Linked DNA regions of Mus musculus: regions 1, 2 and 3 are each linked to region 4. A link is a contact called in public Hi-C and HiChIP or PLAC-seq data. All regions are on one chromosome and are shown on one strand. Each heading gives the region's core, a stretch centred on a gene start, on an enhancer-like site or on the middle of the called end of the contact. The rest is flanking DNA. Distances are from core to core; before and after follow the strand shown.

Region 1 (4,948 bases), core at 2,301-4,800, 790 kb after region 4:
TCCCAGCACTTGGGAGGCAGAGGCAGGCAGATTTCTGAGTTCGAGGCCAGCCTGGTCTACAGAGTGAGTTCCAGGACAGCCAGGGCTACATAGAGAAACCCTGTCTCTAAAACCAAAAAGAAAGAGAGAGAGAGAGAGAGAGAGAGAGAGAGAGAGAGAGGGGAAGGAAGGAAGGAAGGAAGGAAGGAAGGAAGGAAGGAAGGAAGGAAGGAAGGAAGGAAGGAAGGAAGGGACTAGAGTCTCATTCTGTATAACCCAGGAAGGTGTAGAACTCATTAAGTAACTAAACTGGCCTCTAACCCATGAGGAGTCTCCTGTCTCGGCCTCCTGAGTTCTAGAATTACATACAAAAGCTACCATGCTTGGCTGCTTTTATTTCTTAAAAAAAAACAAAAACAAAAACAAAAAAACAAACAAACAACAATATCAAAAACCCACTTAAAAGTTCAGTAGCTTTATTGAGCTATAACTCATACACTCAGTTAAAGTATACAACACAATGGGGTTTTTTGTTTTGTTTTTAAGACAGTCTCCTGTAGCCCAAACTGGCCTAGCACTCACCTCCTGCCTTCACCTCCCACATTCTAAGATTCCGGATGTGTGCCTCGTGCACGGCCCTCACTGACTTGCATTCACTCAGAGTTCTGCAACCATTACCACTGTCAAGTTAGAACATTTTCATCCCTCCAGGGGGATTAAACACCTTCCCTTAGCTGTCACCCCGTCTCTGCAGGTACTAAGGTCTTCCTGTCGTCACTCTGGACATTTCATGCAAATGGATCATAAAAATGTGGCCTTTGGGGACTGCCTTTTTTCATGAAAGCACAGTTTTCAAGACATGGCGAAGTCTGTATCACAATGTCCAGGACCCGCAGGCTGGGGAAGTCTGACTCCCAAAAGTTGTCCTCCGACTTTCACACACGTGATAGAATATACTACACACACACACACACACAGAGAATCATATTCCACTGTGTGGGCTAACAGCTTACTCAAAGGGGATCCATAGCTATCTAAATTTAAATCAAAATACTATAAAATTCAAACTCCATTCCTTGGCCACACACAACATAGTTCATATGCTCCATAGCCACGCTGGACAGTTGCAGACCCTCATGCAGGATTCTGTTTCAGGTTACCAACTCCCACCCTGGCCCTGGCCACATCTAGCGTTGTTTCCTTCCTTCCTTCCTTCCTTCCTTCCTTCCTTCCTTCCTTCCTTCCTTCCTTCCTTCATGCATTCATGCATTCATGCATTCATTCATTCATTCATGCATGCATTCATCCAAGGTCATTTATTAAGGGTCAGTGCAAGTGCAACACAGCTGCCAGAGAGCAAAATACAGAGACCCCCACACAGCAAGACCCCACCCCATAGGAACTGTCCACAGACAAGGGACAGATGTTAACAAGTGTAAGAGACAGGATAAGGGAGTCAGTTCCGGGGGCCTTGCAGAGAAGTGGACTTGCCCCAGGCATGGTCGAGATGGGAGGTGTGCTGAGAGCGGAGGGCTCCCACGAGGCCAGCCACCTCACCTCTGGCCTCTGTTGCAGATCTATGACATGCTGGTGGAGACGGGGGAGCTGGACAACACGTACATCCTGTACACCGCCGACCACGGCTACCACATTGGCCAGTTTGGGCTGGTGAAGGGCAAGTCTATGCCGTATGAATTCGACATCAGAGTCCCGTTCTACGTGAGGGGCCCCAACGTGGAAGCTGGCTCTCTGTAAGTGTGTCTCCTGTGCCCGTACCCCAGGTCCCAGGCTCACGGGGAGACCTTGGACTCTGCTTGGTCTGAAACTCAGCACAGGTCCAATCCACGCCTCTCAGGGGCAAGATTCTAGAACAGTTGTACCAGCCATTGTGTCGGCCAGGGTGGACTCCGAGGAGGGTCATACCCTTCTGAGGCGGAAGCCAGGAGCTATGACTCCCATGAAAAACAGCGAGGCGGGGTTCCGTGCCAGGAAATGCCAGAGCCTGGGTGTTGCCAGCTCATGGGAAGGTTCTTTGATTCCCACCCCGTCTGGGCAGTCACTGGTCTGGTGGCTGTTGAGGAAGAGATCTCAGACTTAAGCAGAGAGCCATTGTCCACTGGGCCTGCTCCTGGTGGCAACACCGAGTAAGCTGTCTGCCGTCTGCTCTTTCCTCAAGGACCGTGTGGGCCATGGCCTTAGCCGTTCTCCTTGGCCTAACCTTTGAAGTGGCAACCGGAAACAGAACCGCTTAGAGGAGGCAGAGTTGAATGAAAGGCTGGCAATCGCGGCCGCCTCATCTCTGTAGCAGCTGGGGGGCTGGGGGAGGGGGGGTCAAAGTCCAGTCAGGTATATCCAGAGGGAGGACTGGGACTTGCACAGCCCATCTTCCACGCCAGCAAGGGAGAGAGGCAGGAGGATACCGCCAGTGAGACCGCTGAACATCTGTCCACAGAACAGCTGGAGCGCCAACCCATCCCTCATAGTCTTTGCCGGGCCCCTCTCACATGGGTGGCTACTGAGTGGATCACCCTAATGTGATCCCAGGAGTGGGGTCCCCAAGCCTATGGGGCTTGTCACCAGACTCCTTGTTAAGAGCTAAAAGCGACACACGGCTGCCTCGAGGAAAATCATTCTGGGTCGAGTATAACAGGTGCTCAGAGGCCAGACTGTGCGTGCCCAGCCAGCAAGAACCAACAAGAGGGCGGGCATGAACCCTAGAGGCAGAGGAGGATAGTATTAGGGCATGTAACCTTGACAGTGCAGCACCGGACGGTCCGGCTGGAACTGGCCTCCCTACGGGTCAGAGTGTCAGGATGGAAGCTCTCTCATTTGCAGATGTCCCTCCCTCTTCACCTCCAGATGCCTCTGTCCCAAGCTAAGCTGCCACCCAGGTGGCCAAGTTTCCACTCCCTCTCTGTTCCCCAGGAACCCCCACATTGTCCTCAACATTGACCTGGCCCCCACCATACTGGATATCGCTGGACTGGACATCCCTGCAGACATGGACGGGAAGTCTATTCTCAAACTACTGGACTCAGAGCGGCCAGTGAACCGGTGAGAAGGAGCAAGAGAGACCCAGGGAAGGAGGCTCCCTAGCCAGGGGGAACTCAACCACGGGGAACTGGGAAGGCCACTGGAATCAGGATCTAGGTGCCCCCCACTAACCCATGAGAGATTGAAGGACCAGCCCTCTCTGGGATTCTATCCTCCCATTTGGAGCTAAGGACCTTCCAAAGCTAAAAGGATGAAAAGCCCAAAGTTAACAGTAGCACTGTGCTGTGCCCCGGGCACTCCAGCACGTTGGCCCTCATAGTAACCCAGTAAAGGAAAGTTGTGTTCTCTGAATCCTAGAGAGATAGAGGATAACCAAGAAGTCAGACTCTTCGTCACAATGGCTATGACTTTTGTGGCCCTATTGATGGGTGGTGGGACTGACCGGGAGTGTGTTCCAGGTGTCCTGGGTGGCTGAAGGAAGCAGCAATGAAATGGGGAAAACAAAACAAGGAAGGTGGAAAGGAAGGTGGCTAGAGATGAGGAACCAGAAAGGCAGGAGCGACCCCTTGTGGTCAACAGTGAAACTGCCCCCTGGATAACAGATCTTTCTGTGAGCCTCTCCTAGACTTTCCTCCCAGGGGGCCCAGCCCTGAGATCTACAGGTGGCTGGTGGCCCTGTAAGGTCGGTACATCTTCCAACGAAGGGGGCTGGAAGGGTCTAAAATGGACACATGCAGAGTGTAGGGGCACAGGACACTTGAGAATCGGGGACCACAAGGGGTCGCTCCTGCCTTTCTGGTTCCTCATCTCTAGCCACCTTCCTTTCCACCTTCCTTTCTGTTTTTTTTTTTTTGTTTTTTTTTTTCCCCCATTTCATTGCTGCTTCCTTCAGCCACCCAGGACACCTGGAACACACTCCCGGTCAGTCCCACCACCCATCAATAGGGCCACAAAAGTCATAGCCATTGTGACGAAGAGTCTGACTTCTTGGTTATCTCATAGATCAGGAGAAATGACCCCCTGCAGGCACTCATTAGCCCAGAACTGGGCTCCTGAGAGACTCCAAAACTCACACACAAACACACACACACACGTGCAAATGCCCATGTAACTGTACCCATTTCAACCACAAAGAGGCATTCAGAACACATCTTGGAGAAGCAGCCCTGTCCCTGGGGTGTGGAAACCTTTCCAGTGTCACTCAATGACTGCCACTTGGCCCAGGGTATGGAGAACCTGTGGACAGGGCTGGGGACACGGGAACCCGGCAGACAGGATGCTGGACCTGCTTGTTTTCTAGGTTCCACTTGAAAAAGAAGCTGAGGGTCTGGCGAGACTCCTTCCTGGTGGAGAGAGGGTGAGTGCCGGCCGGGCAGGAAGACCCCCATGAGGAGTGGTCACAAGACTGTGGGAGGCTGAATAGTGCTGTGCTAGTGACTGGGTGACTCAGAGCTGTGTCCAAATTCCCTGTCACAATTGGGTGGCTCATGCAGAATTCGAATCTGGAGGCCACATGTCCCCATTCAACATACTTGGCAGAGCCTGTACGATGTCATCACTGTTCATTTAATCCTAACTCAGGCCATCTGGGATAGACAGCTCCTGTAGACTTCCCATTAAAACCCAGGTGCTCTCAAGCCACCAGCCACCCATCCTCCACAGTAGGTCTCCACAGAGCTATGCAGGGCCGGCAGCCTAGGCAAGCACAAGTTGCCCCAGGGCTCCACCCAGTTCAACCAGCCCCGCATCTCCCTCAGCAAACTGCTCCACAAGAGGGAGGGTGACAAAGTGAATGCCCAGGAGGAGAACTTCCTGCCCAAGTACCAGCGCGTGAAGGACCTGTGTCAGCGAGCTGAGTACCAGACAGCATGCGAACAGCTGGGGCAGGTGAGGAGATGGCGGATCTTCTGGGTCCTCTGGGGTGTGGTTGCCATGGTTACATGGGAGGCTCTGGTCCCTGTCAGGGTAGCAGTGT
Region 2 (4,405 bases), core at 343-2,842, 770 kb after region 4:
CCTTAGTCTCTAGCCTTTCAATGCTTTTAAGATTTACATAAGTGAGTCACCCAGGCCCTCGCTCTAACATTACTTGTGACTGTGAGCTGGGACGCTTCCCTGATGCTCAGTTTCCCTTCTCTACAGCAGTGTTACGATGTGGATAAGTTGCCCAGTGCCCATAATATGCATCACCCCAAGGACGGTGTGACCAGGTCCCACAAATTCATGCAGTGAAAGTCCTTGGGAGGGAGAGGAAGCGTGGGGGCTGGGAGACCGTTCTGTCTGCAGAGCCATCAATAAACGAGGAGTTTCTTCCCCGGGACCCACAGAAAAGGCCAGGCATGGCAGCTACTGCCTCTCACGAGCCCTGGAGAGACAGAGACAAGAGAGTCCTTGGGAATCACTAGCCGGCCAGCCTAGCCAGTTGGGGGGCTTCCGGTTCAGTAAGAGATGGCTTGAACACTAAGGTAGAGAGGCAAGCAAGATGCCTCAGCAGGTAAAGGTGCTTGCCGCCAAGCCTGATGAGATGGGCTGCAGAACCCACCCAGTAGAAAGAGAGAACCAACTCCTGCAAGTTGTCCTCTGGTCTCCACACATATGCTGCACCCACGCACCCCCACAAACACACACACATACACACACACAGATAAATAAATATATATTTTTAAAAAGTTACCAACTGTTGGAGAGGGGGGCTGGATGATTGAGGAAGATACTGGATATTCCTCCACACTCCCATGTACAAGTATCCTTACATACATGTACATACATGAATACATATGTATGCATGCACACGCCACACACAAATAAGGAAAAGTGGAGTAAGCATAGGTGTGTGTCCTCAGTCCCCTGAGGATGAGGTATGGGGGTGGGGAGGTCCAGGTGTCCGTCTGATCCCTGACTGTCCCTCAGCCTCGCTCAGCCACACACAGGTTCCCGAGAACTGCAGAGACCCAGAGCCACAACCCAGGAGCTTAAAGCAGGAGGTGCTTCTCCTCTGACATCCCAAATCGGCTGTCCCCAGGGGACTTCTGTTCCAGCCTCCTCAGCTCTCCATATCCCAGGCTCCCCAGGCTCTGCCTCTCTCTCCTCGTGGCTCTCAGATCCAGGCATCTGTGTCCAGATTTCCCCGTTGACAGCACTGGCCTGCAGTTCCCCCTGACCCGATCGATGTAAGCTTCTTTTAACTTCTTTTAACTTGATCACAGAAGCTAGGGCTCAGATAAGGTCACACACTGTGCAGGTACCAGGATCAGAGTGGGTATCTGGAGAGTCACGATATGGCTCATGTGTTCAACCCCCCACCTGTCACTGTCCTCCCTTCCAGAGCCACCCTCAGGCCTGACTTCAGTAGACATGGGACAGAAGAAAGGCTTCAGTGCCCAAAACCTCATGTTTTGTTTGATGTTTGAAACAAGGTCTTCTTAGGTAACCAGGCGGCCCTTGAACTTGCAATGCCCCTGCTAGTACCTCCCCAGTGCTGGGACCACAGCTCCATGCCTGCCTACTGGGTTTTAACTCTGCAAACAGGAGGCTAACTCACACCAACTCATGGGAGGGAGGGCCTCTTAGGCTTCAGACCACTTAATTGCAAGCCTTTTTCTCAAGGAAGCACAGCGCCCCCTATGGGCCAAATCCATGAACACAGTGATACAGGATGCTGGCTGTATCCTGAATGAAGCAAGGGACTTTGGTGGACGCTCTGCAGTCCACATGCCTTCTACACTACCCTCCAAGTCATTCGTGTGTGGGGGGATTATTTTATGCTTATTGTTCTGAGTATTGAATCTGAGTCTATTTTCTATATAAATAAGGAAGGGGTTTTTTTTGTTGTTGTTGTGGGTGGTGGTTGGTTGGTTTTAGGTTTTTGGCAGTTATAAATGTGCTCAGTTTCCTAGCATTAGATCTGACAGGAAAGCTGTTATAATTGAATGTGAAACTTTTCCAAGAGATTCCTTATTTCTGAAAATTCTGTCCCTGATGGCAGGGGCAACCAGTATTTGAATTGCAAATACCAAGCGCCCACCAGCCTGCGCTGGGAACCAGCAGCCTCCCAGGGAATCTGTCTCCTTGCTGGCACCTGACTGCCACCTCATGTCTCCTTGACGGATGTGCCAGAGACGTTTCCGGTTGAAGCCTCCCTTTGTTATAAATCTCCCAGCTTTTATTTTTCTTGAAGATTGCTGTTCTAATGTTCTTTCAACTTTGGGAGATGACTGGCATAGGAAATTATTTTTCGACTGTGAATTCCTTTTGGGAGGAAATACGGCAAACTCATTATTATAGGAAAGGGCCATTGGTGAGATACCTCTGAGAGCAGCTCCGAGGGGTCTGATATGTCACGCTCCCTGAGGTAATGGGAATTTCCTATAGTTGATGGATCCTCCAGTCCTGCTGTAAAGGCTGCTGTGGATTGTCTGCCCCTCTGCCCCACCCTTCTGCACGTCTGCAGTTGAGAGGGCAGAGGGCTGGGAAGATGGCTTAGTGGGGAAGCCAACAAGGACCAGGCCCGATCCCCAGCATCCTGGTAAAAGGCGGGGTACGAATGCCCATCTGTAACCCAGTCTCCAAAGAAGATGAAATCCCTGGAACAAGCTGGTAGAACTGGTGAAGTCGGGGTTCATGTGGGAGACCCTACCTCAGCATATAAGGTGGAGAATAATCCAAAAAGATATCTGACATTAGCCTATGCTAATGCTCACACACACACACACACACACACACACACACACACACCAAAGGGATGCACACACACACACAGCCCACACCACACACACTCACCACACACACACACACACACACACACACAGGAATGCACACACATACACATATACTCCATACCACACACACACACACCACCACACACAGACACTACACTACACACACACACTACCCCACGCCTGCACAATACACCACATACACACATAATACCACACACAAACACCACAGGCATACATACACACATTAAAAGGAAAGGGCCAACAGTATAGCTCAGTCGGGAGAGCACTCGCCCAGCACACAGGAAGCCATGGGTTTAATCCACATCACTTCATAAAGGTGTGGGGGTGCACACCTATAATCCAAGCATTGGAAAGCTGAGGCAGGTTTGAGAGTTCAAGGCCAGTTTGTCCTGATAGTGAATCAACAGGCCATAGAGCCTCTCCCTGATGCTAGCTAGCCTCCCTCCCAGCTAACGAGGTTTTCTGGAAATGAATGGACTCTGTCATTTGCTACAGCTGCCTGAGTCTGGCAGGGGAGGCTGAAGCCTGCATTCAGTTAGAAACTCAAGCAACCCCCTCCAGGTCCCCTGCACCCACTGCCCAGCCTTGGCCTGATGCCCTGGGGTCCTCTGCAACCCAAGCTCTCTCCATAGCAACAGTCCCACTCGGAACAAGCAGGTAGGAAAAAGGAGCCTAGAAAGGGCTCAGCCCTCAGTCCTTGTGAGCTGCCTGGCCCTTCTTTCCCCTGGTGACTAGCCAACCACCCCTACTCCCCAAAGAGGACAACAGGGGGTGCCTTGAAAAGCTGCACTCTGATTGAAACCCTCCCCTGGCTGTTCTGAGTTCCTGAGATAAACCCACAGCTCCTTCTATCGGGCTCACCTGTTCACGTCTCTCCTGCCTCTGGCTCTTCTGTTCCATTCATACGCGGGCCACTGACCCTCTCTGTGGTACGGTCATCCCTGCCCTGGCACCTTAGTACTTGCTTCTGTATAAAACACACTTCACCCACTCCCCTGCTGTGGAGAACTTTCCAGATCCATCCTCACTCTTCCCTGGGGAGTCAGTTACCACTCCCTACCCAGTCCCAGTTATACAAAGATGAGTACTTGAACACCTGCCAGGCAGAGACAGAAAACAGGCATCCACCACTGAAACCTAGTGGTGGTGGGGCTGGGGATGTGGCTCCGTCGGGAGCTGTGTGGAGGGCTCTGGATTTAGCCCTCGGCACCTCATAAACCAGGCATGCTGGCACATGCTGGACTCTCAGGATTCAGAAGGGAGAGGCCGGAGGATCGCAAGTTCAAGGTCATTCTTAGTGGCACAGCTATTTCCAGAACAGACCGGGCTGCAAGGTGCCCTGACTGAAAAAAGCGAGGGAGGGAGAGAGGGAGGAAGGGCAGGCAGCAGAGATCTCTCTTAACTAGGGAGGCTGCTTTTCGGCAGCCTCTGACCCTCTGCATCACCGCCATCTTCCTCTGCCTCACTTACCTCTCACATGTCAGCATCCGGAATGTAACCAAATGTAGCGAGTTGATTTATCTTGTGCTTTGGCAGTTCACCATTCAAACACAAAGAGAGCCCTACCGTAACCGTGAGAGAGGCAGCCTTAAGTGAAACAGAGCCACCGGCAGTTCTCAAAAGCTCTCGGCCTAGCCTGAGTGGGACTCGGGAGGTTTATTTAACATACTTCCACCCCTGCC
Region 3 (4,536 bases), core at 591-3,090, 860 kb after region 4:
GAAATTGTGCATCTTAAAGTTACCTGGAAATCTATCTAGCAATCGTTCCCCCAAAGCCTTAGCACTGCAGTGACGGAGACAGAAGACCAAGATCAAGAAGAGTTCAAGGTTGGCCGGGCGTGGTGGCGCACGCCTTTAATCCCAGCACTTGGGAAGCAGAGGCAGGCGGATTTCTGAGTTCGAGTACAGCCTGGTCTACAAAGTGAGTTCCAGGACAGCCAGGGCTACACAGAGAAACCCTGTCTCGAAAAACCAAAAAAAAAAAAAAAAAAAAGAGTTCAAGGCTGGCCTGACTCAATCCACTGACAGCATTTAACAGACACAGAATTCTTTTAATCTCCATAATATCAAATACCTAAGAATAATTTGTTTTGGTTAAGCCATACTACCATTACATATGCATGAAAGACAGGTATTTGAGTATGTACTGCACTGTCTATAATGAATAACAAGTTCTTCTCTGGACAGACTCAACCAAACTCCATCAAATGTAAAGCAAAGATGCTTTACATCTGCCACATTAAACGGAAATCCAACATTCATTATTTAAAAATAAGCCTTTGTGCTATGCAGACATCCAGGAGCTGATAGCATTTTGTTGAGATAAAAAGCAGTTGGCCTGGAGGGATGGCCAGTGAGGAAAGTGTTCGTCCACAAGCCTGGCACCCTAGAACTTTACACCAAACAGACTATCACAAGTTATCTCCTAACCTACCCACACACGCACACACCACAACGTGCACACCAGCTCACACTATGGCAGGCAAACACACACACAAGTTAAAACTTTTTTAAATTTATGTGTATGTGAGTTCCTGCATTGGTTTATTATGCACTGTGTACATGCAGGGCCCACAGAGGACAGAAGAAGGTGCCTGATCCCTTAGACCTGAGTTACAGGCAGTCGTGAGCTATCTGATGTGTGTGATGGAAACCAAACCTGGGTCCTCTGCCAGCATAAGTGCTTGCTTGCTTGCTTGCTTATTTGCTTGTTTGCTTTCTTCCTCCTCCTCCTTTTTAAAACAGGGTCTTTCCCTGTAGCCCTGGATGTCCGGAAACTATTTATATAAACCAGCACAGCCTCAAAACTCAAGAGACCAGCCTGCATGCTAGGATTAATGGTGTGCGACACTTTACCTTACTACAAAAGTGCCCATAACCACTGAGAAACCTCTCCAGACTCCAGGAAAAAAAATATTAATTGTACAGGAAGTTATTAGTAATCCTTATTTTCTTTCTTTGTATTTTTCTGTTTTCCACAGGAACAGGAATTAATCACTTTTATTTTAAAAAAAAAAAAAAAAAAAAAAAAACAAGAAAGAAGTGCTTTGGAGCCAGGCGTGGTGGCGCACGCCTTTAATCCCAGCACTCGGGAGGCAGAGGCAGGCGGATTTCTGAGTTCGAGGTCAGCCTGGTCTACAGAGTGAGTTCCAGGACAGCCAGGGCTATACAGAGAAACCCTGTCTCGAAAAACCAAAAAAAAAAAAAGAAGTGCTTTGGGCTGGTGAGATGGTTCAGTGGGTAAGAGCACCCGACTGCTCTTCTGAAGGTCTGGAGTTCAAATCCCAGCAACCATATGGTGGCTCACAACCATCTGTAACAAGATCTGACTCCCTCTTCTGGAGTGTCTGAAGACAGCTACAGTATACTTACATATAATAAATAAATAAATCTTTAAAAAAAAAAGAAGTGCTTTAAGGGGGAAATAAAATAAAAATAAAATCAAAGGCCTTTTTATAAAAGAAAAACAAAAACATGATTTTTAAATCTGCGGTTCCCCATTTGTTCAAAACTGAAAGCAGAAGTCTTGCTGGGTAGGTGGAGCAGGCCAGATAGCAGAAGGTGGGAGGTGGAGATAAGAGGATAATAGGTTTGAGGCCAGCCTGAACTATAGAATGGAAAGAGCATTTCAAATGCAAGTGTTGAAGACCTAACTCAGGCTGGAATGCTTGCCCCGGGAGCAAGGCCTGTGGCTGGAAGCTGCAGGACTGACCTGGACACAAAACTGCTTCCCCTTCCCAATCCTTCCTCCTAGGCTTCCTTTCTTAACTTTTTGTTCATTTTACTTTCTCAGTGAAATTATCCTAACTAAAATATAAACTCCAGTGTTAAGAATAAAATGTAGTACCAGAACACTTACCGAGTATTCAGGAAGCCCTGGAATTGATCACAAACACACAAAGAGAAACAAAAACAGACAGACAAACAGACAGACCTCGAGTTGAAGGGACAGTGGAAATGGCTGGGATCAGCCAGTTTGAAGGCAGGCATTTCGGCAAGCAAGGCACGGAAGGTAAAGATGCAGTTAACAGTGAGCAGCAGAGGGCAGGGGAGGTTGACAGGGAAGCCTTCAGGCCAGAAGAGAATTAGGGTGAGGAGAAAGGGATAAATGGTTGAAAATGTAGAATATGTAGAGAGGGCTGGAAAGGGAAGTCATGAAGAGGTCAGAAGACAACAGAATCTAAGAAAGAGATGAGACTCAACAGGGAGAACCCAATGACCAGGGTAGAAGCCTGCTCCAGCATAGTTATTCCGGTCCAGAAACAGTTACTTGCGCATTAATATGGCTTTATCTCTAAGCTGGAAGCAACTCAAGAGTGTGAAGCACATCTGTTATCACTCAAACCCTCATTCCTCACTGGAGAAGCACGTGTGTCCTTACAGTTTACTCTGCAGGGCAAGGATCTGGTTCATTGTTGTTTTGGAGGTATTTTGTTTGTTTTCCACTTTGTATTCTGTATTCTCTTGAGACTAGGTCTTTACTATGTAACACTAGCTGTCCTGGAACTGTAAACAAGGCTGGCCTCAAAGCAATGTTAATCCTCCTGCCTCAGCTTCCCTGGCACTTGGGAGGCAGTGGCTGGTAGATCTCTGAGTTTGAGGCCTGGTCTACAGAGTGAATTCCAGGGCAGACAAGTTAGAACTACACAGGAAAACCCTGTCTCATAACACACACACACACACACACACACACACACACCCCAAAAAAAAAAAAAAAAAAAAAAGGAGAAGAAGGGGAGAAAGAAAGAAAAGAGTTGTCTAGTTAAAATCAGCAAGGTGGGGTAGCTGAACCCCCCAAGCTTCAGGCCAACCTGAGCAGTAGAGTGACACCATCTCTCAAAAGTAAATAATTAAGTTTAATTCATAAAGGGTGGCTGGCCATTCCTCAATGGCACTCTGCCTTGTAAGAGATGAAGCAGGACAGGCTTAGGTTACAGTGTATCTTGTGATCTGCTCTTCCATACTTATCTTGGTCAACTTACAGAACCTGGGCAAATGGGGTGACCTGCTCACTTGAGTCTAAAGAATGGCTAACTTCAGGAGGAAGCCTGCTGATCTTCTACTGCACTAACAGGGACCTGCATAAGCTAATACATTGAATAGTTTCTAAATTGTAGCAAATGAAACCTGGATCTATCCGAACCTTTATGTTTTACTTCTCTGAGCATTTTACACAAAATAAAATTCTATAAATTTATATAAATAAAACTATTAAAAAAAACTGTTGCAGCAGATGTATTATTGTAAGTCCACTATAATCAAAATCGTTTGGAATCGTGAAACGTATAAATAATTTCCAAGATCAGCCTTTCCAACAGTGTCTCCCCAGGCAACCCTAGAGCAAGCCCAGCCCCTAGGACGGGCAGCTCCGCGCTGCTCGCAGGAGTGGCAGATGCCATTTCTCGCTGACAGGAGCTTCAAATTCCAGTCAGGCAACTGCAGTCACAGTCCCACTGAATCAGGAATATAAGCGTGCCTGCATGTTATTATGGGAAATAGTGGAAAATTTCACAGGCTGACATCCAGAACGTCTGCGGCTCCTTTTCATATTTCTTCCTGCGAAGCAGTTATTAGACCAGTCAAATTTTTTTAAAGCTGGAAATTTCCACTGTTCTTTTTTAAGTATCCTTTTTAGATGTAAACTAAAAACTGTTCCAAAATTCAAGTATGTCAAAAATAATTCAGATAAAATAACTACTTAAGTGAAGGGAACAGTAAAAAACCTGGGGTCTCCATCACCTTTGGGAGAGAGACACATCCATTGAGACCCGCAGAAGCTTAAAGGTACAGTAACTTAATATGAAGGCTACAATGCTACAAACACTCTGAGATGCTGATTTTCTCATTTGCATATGCCTCAAGCATTCAAAAGCTAACATAAGTCAGTAGACAGTGAAGTAGAACCCATGAGACAAGACCAGCATTGTGGCAGGAGCCCTTAGTCAGAGCTGCTCCGGAGGCCCAAGCAGGCAACAACATCAAGACCAGCATGGACAGCAAGATCTCATCACAAAAGGGGGTAGTAAGATGCACATCTCTTTATAGAAATACATTCTTCACATCCATATAGCCCATATTTTTAGGGCTAGCATGTACCTACTCTGTGCCAAGGGTCTGATTCCTAGAGCTGAGTGTTTCCAGCATGGAGAGGAAAGCACAGCAGCTGGGAAACACAGCTCACTTGGCAGAGTGTGGGGCAAGCATGACGCCTTGGGTTTGGTCCCTAGCATCACATCGAAAAGCCAGGCATGGTGA
Region 4 (4,779 bases), core at 1,701-4,200:
ACACGTGGTGCACAGACATACATGTAGGAAGAATACCCATGCACATATAATTTTTAAAAATAAAAAAAAAATTTTTTAAAGAAGTACAATGATTAGTCAGTTTTGCTGAGGGGGAGGAGTGCTTTGTTACTTTAACTGGCGCACATACAGGAAATGGCATAAGATGCATAAATTAGTGTTTTTGGGCTGGAGGGATGGCTCAGCCGGTAAGAGCACTGACTGCTCTTCTGAAGGTTCTGAGTTCAAATCCCAGCAATTACATGGTGGCTCACAGCCATCTGTAATTGGATCTGATGCCCTCTTCTGGTGTGTCTGAAGACAGCTACAGTGTACTCATAAACATAAATACATAAATCTTTAAAAAAATCAGCTAACCCCAAAGGGACCCTCCTCCTTTGGCCTAATTTGGGAAGGGTGGATTCAATAAAGTTCTCTGGTTTGTTTAAAAAATTTTTTTAGCCGGACGTGGTGGCACACGCCTTTAATCCCAGCACTCGGGAGGCAGAGGCAGGCGGATTTCTGAGTTCGAGGCCAGCCTGGTCTACAAAGTGAGCTCCAGGACAGCCAGGACTACACAGAGAAACCCTGTCTCAAAAAACCAAATAAATAAATAAATAAATAAATAAATTGTTTTTAAAAATAGTGTTTCTGATATAATCACTAACTACCTTTCCAGTTTTTGCTATCAAAGTACTACAGCTATTTGCTACTTCCTTTAAAATGTGGTCCTTTTCGCCAGAAGGGCGTGGTGGCAGACACCTCTGACCCCAGCGCCTGGGCTGCAGAGGCAGGCGGATCTCTGTGACTCTGAGGCCAGTCTGTCTAAACAGATCAAGTTCCAGCACAGCCAGGCTGCACAGAGAAGGAGGAAAGAAGGAGTCACTTTTCAAAAAGATCTTAACTGAATTTAACTTTGCCCTAGGCCAAAATGGATCCAGGTCTGAGGGATACATGGTTTTTATCTGGTATACACTAACATGAACACATAACCACTAAATAAGATGTCACTGATGTAGCTGGTGATAGTAACTCCAAAAGTACTTTAAAAAATAGTTTACTATAAAAAAATTACAAACACATAAAACTTGAAAGAAGGGAGTTGAGGGAATAGCTCATGGACACACGGATGTACACACGGATGGACAGACACAGGCTGGGAGGAAAGGAGGGAGGGAGAAACGGAGGGGAATTAAAAAAAAAACAAACTTTAAAGCACAAAAGTGCATCTCACCCTTTAAAACAAAAACAACAAAATCCACCTTTAAACTGTGCTTATAAATCAACCTGGGAAGGGACTGGTGGACTGAATTGTACACAGTGACCCTTGGCATTGCATTTATACTTTTATGACAGAAAATTAATTCCTCATAAAGACTGTGTACGAGGAAACACTGCCCCTCCCTCACTTAATGAATACCTTGTTTCACGCACCACTGCAGCTGCGCAAACACATCAGAGAGAAGCACTTCATGCAAAGCTTCGTAGAACTGGGTGAATACGTCACAAATAGCGTACAGTGCATGATTGCACGTGGTCGTCATCCACTCTGATTTCTGAAAGGAAAAAAAATGAATCTTCAAAACCAACATCTCTAGGGTAAGATGGCTGCTCTTGCAAGCCTGGCTGTCACTCACATAAGTATCGACATCTCAAACCTGACTGCTTCTGCTTGCTCAGAACTACTCTCTCCACCGTCAGATCCTACAGAAACAGTCAGGCGGGTGAGGAAATGTTTGCAGAAGAAAATGTCCACCCCTGTAACATTCAGACTCTGAAAACTGCATGGTGTGATAGGCTTCACTGTGGACTCACAAATATTAAACTGTCCCTTAAAATAATATGGGAAAATAAAGACAACTGCATACGGGCTAAAGAGATGGCTCAGCAGTCGAGGGCACTTGCTAGGCAATCACGAGAGCTGGAGTTCAGATTTCACAGCCTTGGAACAAGCTTACCGTCCCAGGCACCCATTGCCCCATGTGTGGGAAGGGCTGAGGGAATATGGCGCCGCTGGGGTTTGCCAAGAGGAGACAATGAGAGCCTCACATTCACCAGGAGAGCTTGACTCAAAGTAATAGTGGACTATGAAAGAGGCGGTCACCCAGCACCTTATCCTGCCCCCCCCCACACTCTTTCAAAAAATGACGGCATAAAAGTACCAGAGAAATATAAAAATGATTACACAATGACAGAAAAGAAAAGTGTCACGAATAGGGTTCTCAAAATAAAAGCCAGAAGGAAATGAAACTGAAGACCTGGTAACATAGCGTAAATAAAGACCAGCACAGGTGCTGGCCTACAGAGCCCCACCCCTGACCAAGAAGCCATCTGCAGCTGACAGTTGCCAGGAAAGGGAAATCCACTTTCCGCAATGGAGCGATACAGAGTGAGGAGTTACACTGTGTGTGTGTGTGTGTGTGTGTGTGTGTGTGTGTGTGTGTGTGTGTGTGTGTGTTTTTTAAGACAATGAGAAAGAACAAAGTTGGGTATGCGGGAAGAATGTGGGAACAGTTGGAGGAGGGGAAAACACAACCAAAATATACTGTGTGAGGAAAGTTTTAAGCTGGACGTTGGTGGTGCACATCTTTAATACCAGCATCTGGGAGGCAGAAGCAGGCGGATTTTTGAGAGTTTGAGGCTAGCCTGATCTATATATGGAGTCCAGAACAGCCAGAAAAAACTAAATAAAAAGAAAATAAAGATACCAATGAAAAAGTAAGACTACAAAGTGACCTTCGGGTCCACCCAGGCTGGAGGATGACACTGCCTCAAAAACAAAACACACAAGTGAAAAACCAACCAAACCCAGCCCCTCAACAAACAGAAGAGGAAGCAACTGGGAAAAGCTGATGACACAGGACAAAAAGCCAGGTCCAAAAAGCCAGGTCCCAATAGGAAGATGTGGTGATCAGTGGTGGCAGCCAGCCAGCCAGCCAGCAGAGCCTCTGCCCGTGCAGAGCACCGAGGTAAATGAAAGCAAAGGCTGGATAGTGTGGGGAAAGGGGAAGGCCCACAGTGCCCTGCAGACATGCAAGCCATGGTGTGTGGACATGAATGCAGAAGTTAGGCCTCCCGGATTCCTGTCCTCAATTACAAGGGAATTTAGGAACGCTCACTTCAGAGCGTCGCCCAGCGAGCATGAGGACTGAGTCCAATCCCCAGACCCCTAGAATCTGTGTAGAAAGCTATGCGGGGGCTGGGCATTGCAGAAACAAACCCTAGAGCTGGAGCACACGTGCGGACCACATGCTTCCTGCATGCTAGACAAGCATTTTTCTGAAATGAATATTTATCTATCTATTTATGATGAGGAAAAAATTACTCTAACATTAAAGAACAGGACAAATGTCTACACTAGGACTTCAACTGTATAAACTGTTTAAGTAGGAAAAGACAACATAGTGGTAGCCTCAGTTTCTATGTGATAGAGGTGTGAACTCTGTGTATCCGGAATATTTCATCTAGTGCATGTTATTTTTATGCTGGTATGAGGGGGAAATGATGTTCCTGAAATAATACATTAATAAAGGGCCAGTCAGGTAGTGATGGCACACACTCGTAATTTCAGCACTCAGGAGGCAGAGGCAGGTGGATAGCTATGACTGTGAGGCCAGCCTGGTTTACAAACTAAGTTCTAGGTCAGCCAGGGCTACACAAATAAACTCTGTCATAAAAAGACAAAAAAGAAAAAGAAAAGAAGACAGCTGTGCTTGTCTTGTCTGTGCATCTCTGCCATTGCTCTCGATCCTGCAAGACCAGGTCAGAGCGTGGCACACACAAGAAGAGCAGCCATGAGCCTGCAGAGCTGGCAGGCAGTGTCCAGGTCCAGGAGGGCAAACCATGAGGAACTTCCTCTCCCTTTTCCCAGAAAGGGATCTCCCAGAACTAGCTGACACTGGTCTAAGATGGTCAGTGCTTCTGTCCACTTGTAGAAGCATCTTAAATAGTTGTTAAGTTGTTAAACCCCTGTTATCTGGCAAGACAACCCCAAGGAGGAGGCCGGCCATGGGCCCATTACATCTACTCACAGGCCACACTGTAGACATCACCCACCTCTGACTGTTGCTCAGGGAGTTTCATGTTGTCAAAAATTCGAAACACGATTCTGAACAGGTCCTGCCACCAGTGCTTTGCAAAGGTGTGGCCATAGCTCTTCATAATCTCAAACATGACCGTGAGTCCCCTGGGGGAAAAATAAAGGAGAGCAGGGAGAAGGTGAGGAAGAAATGGCCAAACTGAGATGGAGGCAAGGGTCAGGGAGGGGAGGTGTGAACCTGGGGTGGGGTAAGAAGCGACTCATTTTAACATTGATGTCCAGCTGCCTTGGGGATCCAGTTACCTTGTGCGTACATCTAACTTGCATCTGTTAATGATGCAGGAGAGTTCAAACAGGATGGGAAACCAGCCTCTGACCCAGACCCTGTCACCAGGAGCCACATTCATATCATCACTTGTGTACTCTTGCAGCACCTGAAATGAAAATCATGTCTCAGATGTAGTGTAAGCAAGCAGGAGGGGTCAGAAAAGCAGCCACACAAAGACTGAGGCTCTAGACAATCTTTTCCCAAACTCTCTTCCGAAGTCTAGAAGGGGAAATCCCAGAGACCGAGGGAGACATTCCCCTGCCCACTGAAGGTGTCATTCCCATGAGCCTACAGACCAGAGGGAGGCAGCTCACAAGAGCACTGGGGCAGAGAGTGAATGTTACATTAAGAAACATGCTAAGGGGCTGGAGAGATGGCTCAGCTGTTAAGAGCACTGACTGCTCTTCCAGAGGCC

Evidence for each region. Hi-C and Micro-C count contacts between places; a contact is called where the count stands out from the background. HiChIP or PLAC-seq counts read pairs in DNA pulled down with a chosen protein or histone mark.
Region 1: a contact with region 4 is called in a Hi-C map of bone marrow-derived macrophages, with 10 read pairs. The contact joins two enhancer-like sites. A contact is called at or near these places in 1 of 15 datasets of contacts at CTCF or cohesin (large pre-B cells), 6 of 484 Hi-C or Micro-C datasets (the G1E-ER4 cell line, the P5424 cell line, bone marrow-derived macrophages and 2 more) and 3 of 115 datasets of contacts at active chromatin or transcription factors (embryonic stem cells and large pre-B cells).
Region 2: a Hi-C map of bone marrow-derived macrophages shows a contact between it and region 4, with 14 read pairs. The contact joins two enhancer-like sites. A contact is called at or near these places in 4 of 484 Hi-C or Micro-C datasets (bone marrow-derived macrophages, embryonic stem cells and stem cell-derived primordial germ cell-like cells) and 2 of 115 datasets of contacts at active chromatin or transcription factors (embryonic stem cells and large pre-B cells).
Region 3: a contact with region 4 is called in an H3K27ac HiChIP or PLAC-seq map of microglia, with 4 times the contacts expected there. The contact joins two enhancer-like sites. A contact is called at or near these places in 2 of 115 datasets of contacts at active chromatin or transcription factors (large pre-B cells and microglia).

Annotation. Positions count from the first base shown.
Region 1 is chr2:166,083,768-166,088,715 of GRCm38.p6, reverse strand. It overlaps Sulf2 (sulfatase 2), which reads left to right. Exons shown (of 21, transcript NM_028072.5): 7 at 1,555-1,730; 8 at 2,905-3,033; 9 at 4,274-4,330; 10 at 4,731-4,860. Among named protein-coding and RNA genes, the nearest start is that of Gm52534, 34 kb to the left of the region's middle. Within about 2 kb of position 3,550, at least 21 of the 459 cell types and tissues checked have an H3K27ac peak or open chromatin away from gene starts, as enhancers often do. A contact at or near this core is called in bone marrow-derived macrophages, where this site is marked.
Region 2 is chr2:166,105,713-166,110,117 of GRCm38.p6, reverse strand. All of the region lies in intron 3 of Sulf2 (sulfatase 2), which reads left to right. Among named protein-coding and RNA genes, the nearest start is that of Gm52534, 12 kb to the left of the region's middle. Within about 2 kb of position 1,592, at least 11 of the 459 cell types and tissues checked have an H3K27ac peak or open chromatin away from gene starts, as enhancers often do. A contact at or near this core is called in bone marrow-derived macrophages, where this site is marked.
Region 3 is chr2:166,009,690-166,014,225 of GRCm38.p6, reverse strand. All of the region lies in intron 1 of Ncoa3 (nuclear receptor coactivator 3), which reads right to left. Among named protein-coding and RNA genes, the nearest start is that of Ncoa3, 19 kb to the right of the region's middle. Within about 2 kb of position 1,840, at least 80 of the 459 cell types and tissues checked have an H3K27ac peak or open chromatin away from gene starts, as enhancers often do. A contact at or near this core is called in microglia, where this site is marked.
Region 4 is chr2:166,873,267-166,878,045 of GRCm38.p6, reverse strand. Arfgef2 (ADP-ribosylation factor guanine nucleotide-exchange factor 2 (brefeldin A-inhibited)) reads right to left here. Exons shown (of 39, transcript NM_001085495.2): 29 at 4,340-4,470; 30 at 4,054-4,183; 31 at 1,418-1,553. Among named protein-coding and RNA genes, the nearest start is that of Cse1l, 30 kb to the left of the region's middle. Within about 2 kb of position 2,950, at least 72 of the 459 cell types and tissues checked have an H3K27ac peak or open chromatin away from gene starts, as enhancers often do. A contact at or near this core is called in bone marrow-derived macrophages and microglia, where this site is marked.